Linked DNA regions of Anas platyrhynchos: region 1 is linked to region 2. The links are chromatin contacts, called in public Hi-C maps. All regions are on one chromosome and are shown on one strand. Each heading gives the region's core, a stretch centred on a gene start, on an enhancer-like site or on the middle of the called end of the contact. The rest is flanking DNA. Distances are from core to core; before and after follow the strand shown.

Region 1 (6,539 bases), core at 2,956-5,455, 500 kb after region 2:
AAGTATTTTTTCCCCTCACAAGACTTTCAGAAGCCTTCCTCTTGATGTTGAATCGAGCTACAATGTGGATACACCGGGGATGCCTCAGGGAGAAGCAGAGGCTGCTTTGAAAGAAGCTGTGGACAACTAATGGGTAAATTTACACAAAAGCTGGAAAACCTCACTCAATGGTCACTAAGTGATTAACAACTACGCTTTAGCTAAATCTAGTCCTGTTTAAAAGAGCCATGAAATGCAGTTCAGGTGACTATACAATGGAAGCTATTAAGGAGATAACATTTTTTGACTGCTAACTTTGTGTCTCTTTTTATCCCATAAAAAGTAATGGAAGCAAAGCATCTAATTTCAGCAGAAGCAGCATCCACCAGGATGCCTAATTAAGTCGGAGAAAAAGTACGCGGGGTTTGGATTGTCTGGAATCGATCTCCGAAGAACGGGGTATAAATTAGAAAACCCCAGATGGGGTCCTGATCCCTGGTTACAGTACTGCCATATAAATGGTGACAGACACAAGATGATTAGTACAAACACGTCCATCTGTTCCCAATGAGGTATGGCTCGCTTTTTTTCCTCCCTTTTTAAAAAATTCTCTCTTGAAGCATATTAATACCAAAGTTGTCATCGGCTGAGATAACAAGAGCTGAAGATCAGGCAGTGTAGAACAAGGAGCGTGCTGTACAACGTTTCCCAATGCTTGGGAGAGAACCTGAAAGAGTAAATTCCACTGATGGGGACAAAGTAACAGAGGTTTTAATCCCCAAAAAACACTATTTTAGAAGGACTACACACTTCCTCACACGTTAGGAAAGGCTGGGAAGCAGTATATGCAGCAATCATAATAAGTTATAAAAAGAGTGGAGGGGATAACTTTGGTTTTAAGAATCAAAGTGCTAAAATATTAGTTGCGTTTCATTGAGTTGGTTCTAGTTAGATGTGTCATAGCAATTATTTGCAGTAATAGGATTTTATTTTTATTCTGGAATCCCAAAATAGTGTTCCAGATTTTTAAACAAACTACTAACTAATAACCTGCTACAATAAAGTGCATTTTCATTTACATACTACACCTCTGTTATACTTCACCTAAGTATAAAAAGAATAAATCAAAATCAAGTTTTCCACAAAACTACATTCAACTGAAGATCATATCAATGGAAGTCTTAATTCCTAGATGTTCAAACTCTGAGGGTGTGTTGTTTTTTTTTTTAAGCATATATTTTGTAATTCTTTCAAAGCCTGCACATAATTCCTCCATCAATGGTGTTCAAATAGTCCAGGAGGATACTTGGATACTTCAAATCCAGATACATCAACAGAACACGTCCCCAACAAGGCCAGTGACACTAACACACCCTTACAATATATAAATAAATAAATAAAAGGGTTTCCTCAGTTTTCCCTTACCAGCAAGTTCCAAAACTAAGAACCTCCAATACTCTCTCAGTCTTTCCAAAGATTATTTCAGGTTGCAATATTGGCATTTTATGCTATGAGTGAAACCACCACTGTTTGAGAAACTTGTTAGAAGTACGATCCACTGTCCTACCACTTGTCAGTAGTGGACACCACAACTACTGTTTGGTTCTTGCCTGAAGGAAAGAAGAAGATGAAAAGACTGTCAAGAAAGAGGCAGGTATGAATTTGGGCTAAGTAGCATTAAAGGTAAAGCACATTAGAATCCAACTGGAAGGGAAAAATAGTTCCATTTGTATCATATTCTCCCCCATTTCCTACTTTGCATGCTTTTACTGTTCAGTTCCACATTTTCTTACTTATTGCTCCCACAAAAATTCTTCATGTTCAACAAGTAGCCTGTGTCACCTCTTCCAAAGTCAGGGGTTATGAAAAGGCATTTAGTGCAAAAACCTTTAAACGAAGACCCTTTACTGAAAGAATCCTACACATGTCCATACAACCTTTCACTGTTCTGTACGCATACAAACTGCGTGACTGAAAAAACGAGAGGACAGAAAAGTACAATCTGAGACCTGATAGAGAGCAACGCATCCCAGAAGAAAAAGCATCTCTTTTCGGCAGCCTCCTGCTCTAGAGCCAAAAATGCACAACATCATGTCCGTATTTCTTTACAATACTTCTCCAAATGCTAGCACTGACTGTTGGATTTTTTAAAATACATTTTAGTTACAGCCTAATAACAATTTAGCTGACTTGCTCAATTTAAGTCTATAAGTAAGCTTGCTAGATACAGCCTAAAACCCATATTCATATGGCGCATGAGAAAACAACTCAGCAGCACGCAGATGTTATACACACAGTTTTCCGTTTGAATTCAACTTACTTGTTTCATCAAGAACAATACAGTTCATCCAGCTTGTACACTAAGTAGTAAAGAAGTGCAAGAAAGTCTCAGGCAGTTATAACTGTATAAGAACTTTAAAGAAAATCACCCCCTGCCTCACAGTAACACAGTGCAGCCTTGCTTCAAGCACAGACACAAGATGTCACACAAGAACTAAAGTACTTTGGCTAGTGGTGTTCACTTTCCAGTGTGGGCGATGCACACACCTCAGCTAAACTATCTTTACCTGGCTGAGTATCGCTCCCTGCTTTCTTTTTGGCTATGCACGGCATAACATTAATCCAGCTGTTTCGTGTCTTTTCACAGGAGTGCATGCAGTATCTAGAGTGTATCATTCAAGAGGTACCAGACAAAATTGCACCAACTGAACCCCAAACTACTCCAATAGTTCAAAAGGGGAAAACCTGGAGGGACGCACGCCACCTTCCCTCCTCCCTAAAAGGTGATTTGCCACCCGTTTTCAGCCCCGAAGCCGCTCACACTTTAAACACTCCTCCTATTCCCTTCCCAGCAAGGAGAAATCAATTTCAGCCCGAGCACCTTCCCACCGAGCGCAAAACAAAGAGCAACACGAAAATACTGGGGCAGTTGCGTTAAATCAGAAAGCAACGCCTAGCCAAATAATCGCCGTCCTCAGCAAGCGGTCGGGCGTGCAGGAAGCGAACCCAAAAGTCGGGATAAGGCAAAAAACCCCCAGCTCTGGAGGAGCCGGTCCGCTGCAGCTTAATTTCCCGGGATCGTTCACCGTCGTTAATTGTTGATTTGCTTGGAAGCCCAGAGAGTGATTTATTTGCAGCGGGATGAAGTTACAGACCTGGATTCCTGACCAGAGGCTCCCAACGTAAACAATGCGTACCCCATAAATTAACCATTCTCCATCTGGCAAACCGGGATGTAAAATTCATAGTTTTTCACCTAACAGGCAGCGCCACCCCCCCCCCACCACCACAACCCCTCCTTCCCCCTTTCCCTCCCGACCGCTTTCTAACAGAGCCTGATGCAAAAAGGGGGAGGGAAAAGGAGGAAAAAAAAAAAAAAGAAAAAGAAAAAAAAAAAGAAGCAAGCCAGCATGAAAGAAACGGGCTGGCAGCAAGTGAGGAGGAGACACCGAGCCGAGGTCCTGCCGGCCCCCGGGGCTGGGGGGCAGCTCGGAGATAAGGGGGGGGAGATAAGGGGGGGGTCCCCTCTGCCAAAACCGAGGGGCAAGGAGGGGACAGCCCCCAGCCTCCAGGAGGAAAATAAATAAATAATCAAATAAATAAATAAATAAATGGGGGGGGGGTGGTAGAGCAGGAAGGGGGTGATCCCCCCCCTCCCCCCTTGGACCTAAAGCAGGGGCACAGCTCCCAAAAATACCAAGGTCATCACCCCCCACACACCACCACCACCTTCCCTCGCTGTGGGGCAAATTTAATTTAATTTGCGATCGGCGGCCACGGGGAAAAGGAGGGGGGGGGTGGGGGGGAGGGGAGCAGCCCCGCGGAGGGGCGAGGGGGATGGGAAGGGGGGAGCCCCCCCCTCGCCGCCTCCTTCTCCTCCTCCTCCTTCTTCTTCTCCTTCTTCTTCTTCCTCCCTCCCCTCCTCTTCCTCCTCCTCAAGCCCCCGGGGAAGGGAAAATGGAGCTGGAAGGGTGAGGGGGGGGGTGGGGGGGGACACGAGAAGCGGTGCGCGCCGTGCCCGGCTCCTTACCCCGCCGCAGCCGCCCTCTCGTCGCCGGTCCCAGGCGGGTCCCGCTCCGCTCCGCTCGGCTCCGCGCCGCCGCTCGGGGCTGGGAGAGGAGAGGAGAGGAGAGGAGCCGAGGAGCCGCCGCCGCCGCCGCCGCAGCCAATCGCCTCCAGCCCCCTCCCCTTCCGCAGCTCGCCCCGGTCCCCCCTGTCGGCTTCAAAATGGCGCCAACCGCCCGCCGCCCGCTCCAATGGCACCGCCGGGGGAGGCGAGCGGGGACAGAGCGGGGCAGCAGCGACCCCTGCCGGCTCGCCTCAGCCGCAGCACGGCCACGAAAAGGCGGCCCTCGGAGCCCCCCGCACCTCCAACCGGCCTCTCCCGGCCGCCTCGATGCCCCTTCCCCTTCTTCCCCTTCCCCTTCTTCCCCTTTCCCCTTCTTTCCTTTCCCCTTCTTCCCCTTCTCCTTCTCCGGGGGTCTCCTCACGCCCGCTACCAACCCTCCCCTGCCTCCTCCGGAAGGCGGCCGGCAGCTGGGTGAATCCTGGCTACGAAAAGCTGATTTATTTATGTATTATTTTATCTTTCGGGAAGGCGCCCCGAGATTTCTAAGATCCGAGCATTTTTGCTTCAGCAGCCCGGCACCGACACAAACTGGAGGTCGTGAGGAGGGGATAAAGCGGCCCGAACGGAGCGCTGCGACCTGCTGACAGATGCTCATGTACCATGTAAATTAGTGAAACACGTATTTCCCCCCACACTCACCAAACAACACGAACTGTAAAGGGATTAGGGTAAAACCGTAAGCAATAAAGTTGCTGAACTGTGGAGAAAGACCAAAAAAAAATTAAAAAATAAAGTAGCAAAATCACTCATCAAGCCCTTTGGTCTTGCTTCAATGAGTGCGAGAGTTTCAGGGGCACCCTTACAGGAAAATGTGAACAGAAAAGTGATGCAATTTCTTCTCACTGCTACAGATAAAATGCTGCCTCTGTGAATGGCACACGAGGAGAAAATAAAAGTGCATGAAGTGTTAAGATTGAAAAAACTGACTGTCCACACTCAGCAGATCTGGTGAAACACACTCAGGGCTTTGTCCATGGTGGGATACAAATGTTTAAAGAGCATGAAAGCCACAATGTCTCACCTAATATTTTAAACCTTTAAATAAGTTCTCTCAAGTTTTCTGAACTTTCTAGCTCCTTGTACCCAGCTTGCCTTCTTTTCATTCAAGTTTTAATCAAAGTTAAACATCGTCATCACCTAATGAAGGATACGTAAGCCCTACCAGGATAAGTTGCCTTAACTATTACAAAATAAATAAATACATAAAAATAAAAATCAGTTTTCAGGCCCCAAACCTCCCTTTGGTTACATTTTGGGTGAATTACACTTGTGCCACTCTTTCTGAAAACAGCAGCGCTACTGCACAGGCATCACAGAGGGGAACGGTGTGCCTGACAGCTTTGCGTTACATATTATTTTGGGGAAGAATCCTGTGCTTGCAGTCAAGGATTTTTTTTATTTTTTTTTCATGCAAGTTGATCAAGTGTCCCACAATCCCTGCTGATGTCATGTCTGTACGCTTACCTAAATGTAAAAAACCAACAAACAAACAAACAAATAAATAAATATATCATTTCTTTTTCCTGCAGGGCACTCACACGTGTGTGTGGTGGTGGTAGAAAAGCAGCAGAAAAGTTCAATATTAAATTAAAAGTTCAATATCCAACTATTGAAATTGCAAAACTTTGTGTCTAACTGTGGAAGTAACTGCTGTCTTGCCATACTTTGCAAATATTTTGCTCCCCTTTCTTGACGGAGGTCACATTTAGGGCTGCCAGCTCCGGTCGGGATGCCCGGGGCTACGAATGCTTTGAGCAGTAAAATGAGGTGCTGCTGCCTAAGGAGGCCTCTCCCCCGTTACGGGCCGGCCTTCATTTCCAGCCAGAAATTTAAAATTTTAGATTAAAACCTCAGAAAACAGCCTTTTGGCTGTCCCTCACATTTCGGAGTGCCCCAACCGGGGTCCCCGCCGCGCCGTGCCCCGCGTTGTGGCCTGAGGGGCCGAGCGCCGGGCGGCAGTACCGCGCCGAGCCCTCACGGGGGAGCCCGCCCGGCGCCGCTTCTCCACCGCCCCGGGGCCGCTGCCGAGCCTTCCCCCGGCCGCCCCTCCGGGCCCGGGGCCGATTCGCCCCGAGGACGGTGGAAACGGCCCGGTCCCGGCCCGGTGGTGGCGGTGGTGGTGGTGGTGGTGGTGGCGATGGCGGGCGGCCGCGCTGTGAGGAGGCGCCGCCATGCCGAGGTTCGGCGGCTCGGGCGGCAGGAGGCAGCGTGGGGCTGCCGCTCGCTCCTCAAGCGCCGGGGAAATCCCGTCGGCAGCCTTTCTGCCGCGGGTGTCTTCGGAAAGTGCTTTTGGGAAGTGTGAAGGACCAGTATGCCACCTAAAGTAGAGAAACACCCGGTCCCTTTTGTGGCAGTCCTAAAAGGAAACTGCTGTGTGTGAGCACTGGGTTTGTTACTGAGGGTGGACTCAGCCTCTGCCCCAAGAAATCAC
Region 2 (7,434 bases), core at 3,161-5,660:
TTTAGTGACCCTCGTGCTCTTTAAAAGAAGACTGAAAGGCCTGTGACAGATTTTCTGAGCTCTAGGCCACATTCTCCAACCTTTCTGCTATATAAAAGCATTTATATGGTGTCAGCACTATGCTCGCATGCTCTGGGGATACAGATTTTTTTCCTCCAACAATGATGCCTGAGGCTACTCTATCAAAGCAGCTTTTCTTCGGAATTGAGACTTAACATTTTTTTTTAGGAGAATGTGTTTTATGGATTTTACCTGCGTTATCTTTTTCCCCAGCTAAAAAGGACATGCTAAAATCTATAATCACTGTTCTGTTGCTTAGTTTATGATTAAAAAGCAATGAGTCTCCATAAAATAGCACGTCCAAGGGGAGCACGATATGCAAGTCAGCATTTTGCAGTAACATTACAACATTGCCACATACTTCCCTGTTACCTTTCATTTCATTCTAGCAAGATTGTTCACAAATATGAATAGTTACGTTTCTGAAAGTTATTCTGAACACTTATAAGGTATCTACATCTGTGCTTCTGACCTCTGAAAGAAGAAATGTAGCTGGAATTTTGAGAGCTTTAAGCAGATAGCTAGCATTAACAACTAAAACATAAGGCAAAATGCATACTGTATAAATTAGTACGGGATTGAGGAACATAGGCATGCACAGACGCACAGACATATGACTGTTCTTGTGCGTGAGGGGACAATCTTAACTTCAGCAGTTAAACTCCACCTAATTCCTTCAGCTCCTTCATTTTTGCATATGGCAATGGAGACTCCCGTTATTAAAAGGAAAAAGAAAGAGCATAAAACTACAGTGGAGTGTTATAGTAGCACACCTTGTGGGTTTTCACATAGGCAGGTAGCAAGAATTTATCTCTCAGTTTAACAAAGTTTAAAAAAAAATAAATAACCTCAGGTGACTAGCAAGTGTCCTTTGTAGAACCATGGCCGAGAGTTTATCTGTAAGGCAATGTCTCTCCAGGTTCAAAGTTTTTTGCTGTTTTTATCTAATATAGTGGCGGAGTGTAATCTGGTGTTTAAAATTTCGGCATTTAATTTTAATCTAAAACGTAGATACATTCACTATCTGTGGTCCCTGACTATCCACAGCCCTGGTAGGCTTGTTGCTCTCATAGCTTCGTTTCCTTCCCAGAGAAACTGGGACGTGGGAGAAAGACGAGAGGGAGTGGGAGGGGAGATGCTGCACTTGTCTCAACACGGAGTTAAGGCCCAGGTGGCATATTATCTGGATTTGGTTGGTGAGGAGCATACCCAGTTTCCACACCATAGGAAAGCAATCTGCCGTATCAGGCACATGAAGTCTGTACATAGTCAGAGGAAAAGACATCGGTGTCTTTGAAGATGTCCAGAGGGAGATCCCATCTGACTCAGTACAGCATTTAGGAGACCTAAATCTTTGCCACACAAAATAGCTATTTTATTTTCTTTTACATGACTGCTCTTAACCGAATACCCTCCACCCTCGCCAGCATTCAGAAAGGAACTGACTACATTAGAGAAGGGTTTGCGATGAAGTTCACTGACTTCACTGGGGCTTGGCAAGGACCAGCTGTTCAGAAAAAATGGGTGTTTTCCTTCTCAGTAGATGTTGAGAGACCCCCTTCCTCCTAGTAAGGAGGAAAATGACAGCGTGTGGACTGAGTGACACACCAAACAAGAACCAAACAACCCAACACCCTCCTCACAATGCAATATTTCTTCCTATTTCTTGATCAGGGATTAATTGCCCTCTATGAAGGAAAAAAAATGTCATTTATATGTACTTTTTCTGACCAGTCAGTTATGCTCATCATCAGCTGCTCAGAAACACTTAGGGCTGAAATCTCCTCGGCTTTAACTTGTTGTGGGCGGTCAATCGACTCTCTCATGTCTATCCAGACCCAAATTGTGATTAAACTTTGAAGTTTGATCTCTCTGATACTTTTCCCTATCTTTCAAACTGGCTTGAAGCTATCTATGAATATATATATGGAACAGTATATGAATAATTTTATTCAAAAATAGGGGGTGAAATTCCACAGTAGCTGAACAAGCGCCAAGTCTGAAGAATATGACTTTGTTCTCTTAGTATGAAATAGTTAAAATATAATTATTTTAAATAAAGAGTGAATAAAATATAATGGAAGAAACTCTGAGGAAATTTATTTAGCATTTTAATTAAAACTATAAATTCTGATAATGAACACTTATTGGAAAATGTAAAGGAAAGGGCTATTACAAAAAGTAAATGAAGCTAGACCAGTCTGCAGAAAATAAAAAAATAATAAAAAAATAAATAAAAAAGATTTTTAAAAGCCATTTAAAACTATTTTGATAGATCTGTTCCAATATATTTGAGATTTATTTATCATGGAAGATTAGAAATTGGAATTTTATTCATTATCATCTGTGCTGATCCAAATGACAAAGGACCACAATTAAAATTAAGATCCCCTGGCACTGGGAGCTGTAGTGTAGCATAATTTAGGCTTCAGGGCCTTGATTCTCCTTGTGACCAGCTTCTCCTGATTGCCATTTGATGTCAAGGTAGGAGGCTGAGCCTCCAAATATGCATCTGATGCTTTGCCAGACTTTGCACTTCTTAATTAAAGGCACTGTGATTATGGTCTGACTTCGTCTTCCAGCATCCAGGATTTCTGCTCTTCCTCCCTCCCTCCTCATGTCCTTCCCTTTCATGCTCCCCAATGTAATGGACTTTGAAAAAAAGACTTCGTATCACAAGAAAGATCAAAAAAGGGTCTCCAAAACTGCACAATTGGGCTCATTTTAATATGCCAAACAAAATAAGTAAATTTTAAACCCTTTCATAAACACTAAATTTTAGTCATTTATCTCTTGTCCTGAGCTGAAATACATGAGTTTAAAAAATTTTCTCCAGTCTTTGAAGTCTGCTTTTGTATTCAAATACCAGAGGTGAGCTCTGCCTCGCCACCAGCAAAAGCAATCAGCTGCACCAAGGGAAACTGCAGTAGGATCAAGCGGTTCAAACAAAATTATGATTTCAGCTGGAGCAGCGCGCCTCTGACAGCCAGCATTGCCTAGCTATTAGGATTTGGGTAATTTTTACACGTGTAACTGCCTGAAATTACCCATTCAGATGCTGCTATTCATAAAAGACTATCAAAATCAAGGCAATTTAATCAAACATCAGGTTCGACATAATTATTTTTCTGAAGTTGAGCAGAATCGGTCATGCCTGCACCAGTGTTATTTATCCTGGCTTCGTTTCATTTACAACAGAAGATTGTCCACGTACAATTCAGAAACGCCTGTGCAGATATTAGGCGCTTATTAAGTGTGGTGCTCATACAGCACGTGTTATTGCAGAATTGCTTCTGAAAACGTGTGTTTGGATAATTTTGGATCCCGGGTAACTCTGCTTGGATGCTTGTGAGGCACTCTAACTGGTGTAACCGAAAAAAATACTTCAGAAAACGTGTGTTTAGGTGATTTTAGGCCTCGGGTAACTCAGCTTGGCCGTTTCCCGCTGGGGAAACTGAGGCAGGGCCCCGAGAGGCGCCATTTTGTGCAGGCGCCCGGCGGCGGCCGCCCCTCACGGCAGGAGGCAGCGGGACGGAGCCCGCTGGGCACGGGCCGAGCCCGGCGCCCCCCTCACGGCCCGGGGCCCCCCGTGGGCTCCCCGCAGCCTCCCCGGGCTCGTTCCCCTGACGGCCCTGAGGGAGAGGCGGTGGGGAGCGCGGCTCCGCGCTCAGCCTCGCCCTCTGCAGGCACGGCTCAGCCCTTCCCCTCAGCGGGAGGGCGGCCAGCGGCTGCCGGGAGGGACGGGGAGAGGGCAGCGGTCCCCCCCCCAAGGCAAGGCAAGGCAAGGCGCGCTCCCGACCCCCTCACGCAGCCCCCAACGGCTCGGGAGCGCGCTTCCCGCCCGCGCCGCCAGGGCGCGCTCCCGAGCCGCGGGCGCCGCCTCCCGCCGGCGCCCGCCAGGTGGCGCCGCCGCCCCGCGAGCTGCCGGCCGCCGCCTGGCCCCGCCCACCCCGCCTACGTCACCAAAGGGGCGGGGCTCGGGGGAGGCGGGAGAGGGGCGGGCGGTGCTGCGCGCGCACCTCGGGGCGCTGGCCGGGGCGGGGCAACGCCCCCTGCTCCTCCCGCGCGAGCTGGTGGAAAGGGCGGGCTCGGGCTCGCGCTGGGGCCGTTGGGCGCGCGGGCGGCGGCCATTGTTGGCGGGAAGGAAGGGCGGGAAGCCGCCCCGCCCCCCCCCCTCCCTCCCGTCCCCACACAGCCCCGCCGCCAGCATGGCGGCCCCGGGGGGGTGGCCCCGAGTTCTGCCCTTGGCCCTAAAAACGTGAAGGCAGCATTGCCTGCCCTGTGATTTCGGTTGAAATAAAGTTTGTCCGTGCAAAGGGTGGAAAGTCGTTTTTTATTAAAGTTATTCTGCTAGATATTGAGGAGTCTGTGTGCAATCCGATGTCCTCAGGGTTATGATGTTAGCTAATTGCTCTTCAGGCTAAAGTGTAGGAAACATTTCTTTGTTCTTTCTCAGTTGTGTGATTTTTAGAGAAAAAGACTTTCAGAAAATTTAGAAAATTTAGAATTTTAGAAAAAAGACTTTGTGCTGCCTTTGAATGGGTTGGACTAGAGTATTGTGACCCCAAAACTCCAGGGAGGGTCTCTGGATGTGGAAGCTGCTGCTTCAAAATTAGGGTCATCACTAAACACCGTGATGTTACGAGTGCATCTGTCGTAAATGCACAGAAACTAAGCCCCAGGAGTTTCAAGACTGGTTAATACAGTCATGGGTTTAAAAAATAAATAAGTAAATAGGTTTATTAATAGGTATTTAACACTCAACAAATCCATAGATTGTGTTTAACAATCTTTTGCAGAGCTTTCCTTGAGTACTCTTTAATTGAAGAGCATGTCTTTCATCAGTTATTTTCTCTATTAATTTCTGATTCCTGCTTAGAAGGGTATTGCTAACCTGGATATTTCTCCTCAACAGTAGACTGTGAGAACTTTAGGGCAGGGAATAATACCAAATTTGAAAGAACCCCATGAATGCCTGTGAATCTTGGAAAGTACCCCTTTTGTTCTCTATATTTTTGTGTGTGTGTGTGTGTTTTGTAATAAGTATAATGACAGTACAAGTACCATTTTACCAGATTCATGTTTGTCAAGAGTGGCTTTAGTAATTATGTGTTTGTATGTAGTATAGGCCCCACAGAAGTACCATGTGATTCTTACTCTTAAAAACAAACAAAAAAACACCAGGGAATAGCTGTGCTATAATACATGGGAACACTTGCTATTACTAATTACTTTTTATTATATTTTAAGTACGCTGGCACTTAGCATTTGACGATAGGTTCTTCATGTACATAGAGCAATTTGCCAGATGTTGCTGCACCTCTGTCTTTATCCTTTACCATCTTGATCTCTGGAATATGTTCCAGCGTTGTTCAAGGAAATGTTGACAGTGTTATTTTCAGAAAAACGACTTGGGTGTAGTGTCAGACTGCCGGGGTAGCCCTGGCACTGTCAGGCAGGGATCGATTCACAGCTCTCAGCACCTGCAATGCCCTTTGGCCACACGCCGAGCACCAGCTTTCGTCAGGGTTTGCGCTGACAGCTGCCTGATTAGCTCCAGTTATCAAGGCAGTAGACAAATCCTTGCTTAATTCAACTATTAACTAATAATAGCGTCTTAATAATTGTAGTTACTCTTTTACTAATACTAAACAAAGGCCTACTTGAGCTGCAGCAGTACTGAGGGAAGCACAGCGTGCCTCAGCGACCTGTTAGCAGTTACCTGCTGCCCACAGCCGACAATGGGGCGAGTGTGGTGCCGGTATTGGCTTGGGTTGCTCCAGGCGAGGCAGTGCTTACCCGGCTCCAATTTGGGATACGCCACTCAGCTTACTTTGTTCAGGGGCCTGCAGCAAGAGGAAGGCACTGGCGCTTCCTCCAGTGTGTCTGTGCTGCAGTTGAGCCTAATGGTGGCTTCTCTTCTAGGGTCTTTGAAGGCTTTTCCCCAAAGTTTGCTTTACCCTTGATGGGGTTTATGTCTGATGTCTCCGAAGTGTTATGAGGGCCATGAGATCATTTTTATAATACCACCACGATCACTTGTATCGACTGTTACTGTTCTGGATGTTATTTTTAACTGTAAATCTCCAGGAATTTACATTTTCATGTTATTTTTGAATTACTGATCTCCAGGCAAACACTGTGCTTTCCACAAGTCTCACTTGTTTCCCTTTCTCTCAGCAACCAGCAGTAAAGTTTACTCTGTACACATCAGTGTCTGACATGGTCATGGCACAGGGGAGTCCTCTGGGCTCCACATGGGTATATTAGATCAAGGGAAACCAGCTGATGTGATCTTTTTGGACTTCAGCAAAGCTTTTGATGTGGTTTCCCATAGGATCCTACTGGACAAAATGTCCAGCATACAACTTAAGAAAAACATCATCCGATGGATGAGCAATTGGCTGGCGGGCAGGGCTTAAAGGGTTGTGATAAACAGGGCCACATCTGGCTGGCGGATGGTCACTAGTAGGGTCCCTCAAGGCTCCATTTTAGGGCCAGTCCTCTTCAATGTCTTTATAAATGATTTGGGTGTAGGACTAGATGGTGTTCTGAGCAAATTTGCCAACAACACCAAACTTGGAGGAGTTGTGGACTCGTATGAGGGTGGAAAGGCCTTGCAGAGAGATCTGGACAGATTGGAGAGCTGGGCGATCACCAACCGCATGAAGTTTAACAAGAGCAATTGCCGGGTCCTGCACCTAGGATGGGGCAACCCTGGCTTTACATACAGACTGGGCGATGAGACACTGGAGAGCAGCCCCGCAGAGAGGGATTTGGGGTTTGTAGTTGGCAGCGGGTTGAATATGAGCCAGCAGTGTGCCCTGGCAGCCAGGAGGGCCAACCGTACCCTGGGGTGCATCAAGCTGAGGCAGGGGAAGTTTAGGCTGGACATTAGGAAGAGGTTCTTCACCGAGAGGGTGGTTGCACACTGGAACAGGCTCCCCAGGGACGTAGTCACTGCACCAAGCCTGTCTGAATTTAATAAGTGATTGGGTTGTGCACTTAGTCACATGGTCTAAACTTTCAGGCAGACCTGTGCGGTGCCAGGAGTTGGACTTGATGATCCTCGTGGGTCCCTTCCAACTTGGGATATTTTATGATTCTGTGATTTGCCTACCCTGTGCTCTTCTAAATTTAATGACTTTCAATATAGGAGAAATCTATTCTCATTTCCACACAGAACAGAACAAGGATCTGATGAGGACACAGCATGTCTCCATAGAGGTTTCCTTATTTTAGTATAAGGAGATATTTATGTAGCATGCAAGCACAGCATTAGAGCTTTAAGTTTTGTTAGCATTTAAAAAGCTACTGAGGTAGCAGCAATTCCGTCTTTGGAGAAGAAATGTGTGAGTTCTTTTTTAATCCCTA

What was found. Hi-C and Micro-C count contacts between places; a contact is called where the count stands out from the background.
Region 1: a contact with region 2 is called in a Hi-C map of subcutaneous adipose tissue, with 2.9 times the contacts expected there. The contact joins the promoter of PDS5B here to the enhancer-like site in region 2. A contact is called at or near these places in 2 of 8 Hi-C or Micro-C datasets (liver and subcutaneous adipose tissue).

What each region holds. Positions count from the first base shown.
Region 1 is chr1:183,984,167-183,990,705 of IASCAAS_PekinDuck_T2T, forward strand. It overlaps PDS5B (PDS5 cohesin associated factor B), which reads right to left and starts at 4,206. Exons shown (of 34, transcript XM_072032620.1): 1 at 4,010-4,206.
Region 2 is chr1:183,479,576-183,487,009 of IASCAAS_PekinDuck_T2T, forward strand. The region is part of intron 2 of STARD13 (StAR related lipid transfer domain containing 13); the gene reads left to right. Among named protein-coding and RNA genes, the nearest start is that of STARD13, 61 kb to the left of the region's middle. Within about 2 kb of position 4,411, at least 8 of the 8 cell types and tissues checked have an H3K27ac peak or open chromatin away from gene starts, as enhancers often do. A contact at or near this core is called in subcutaneous adipose tissue, where this site is marked.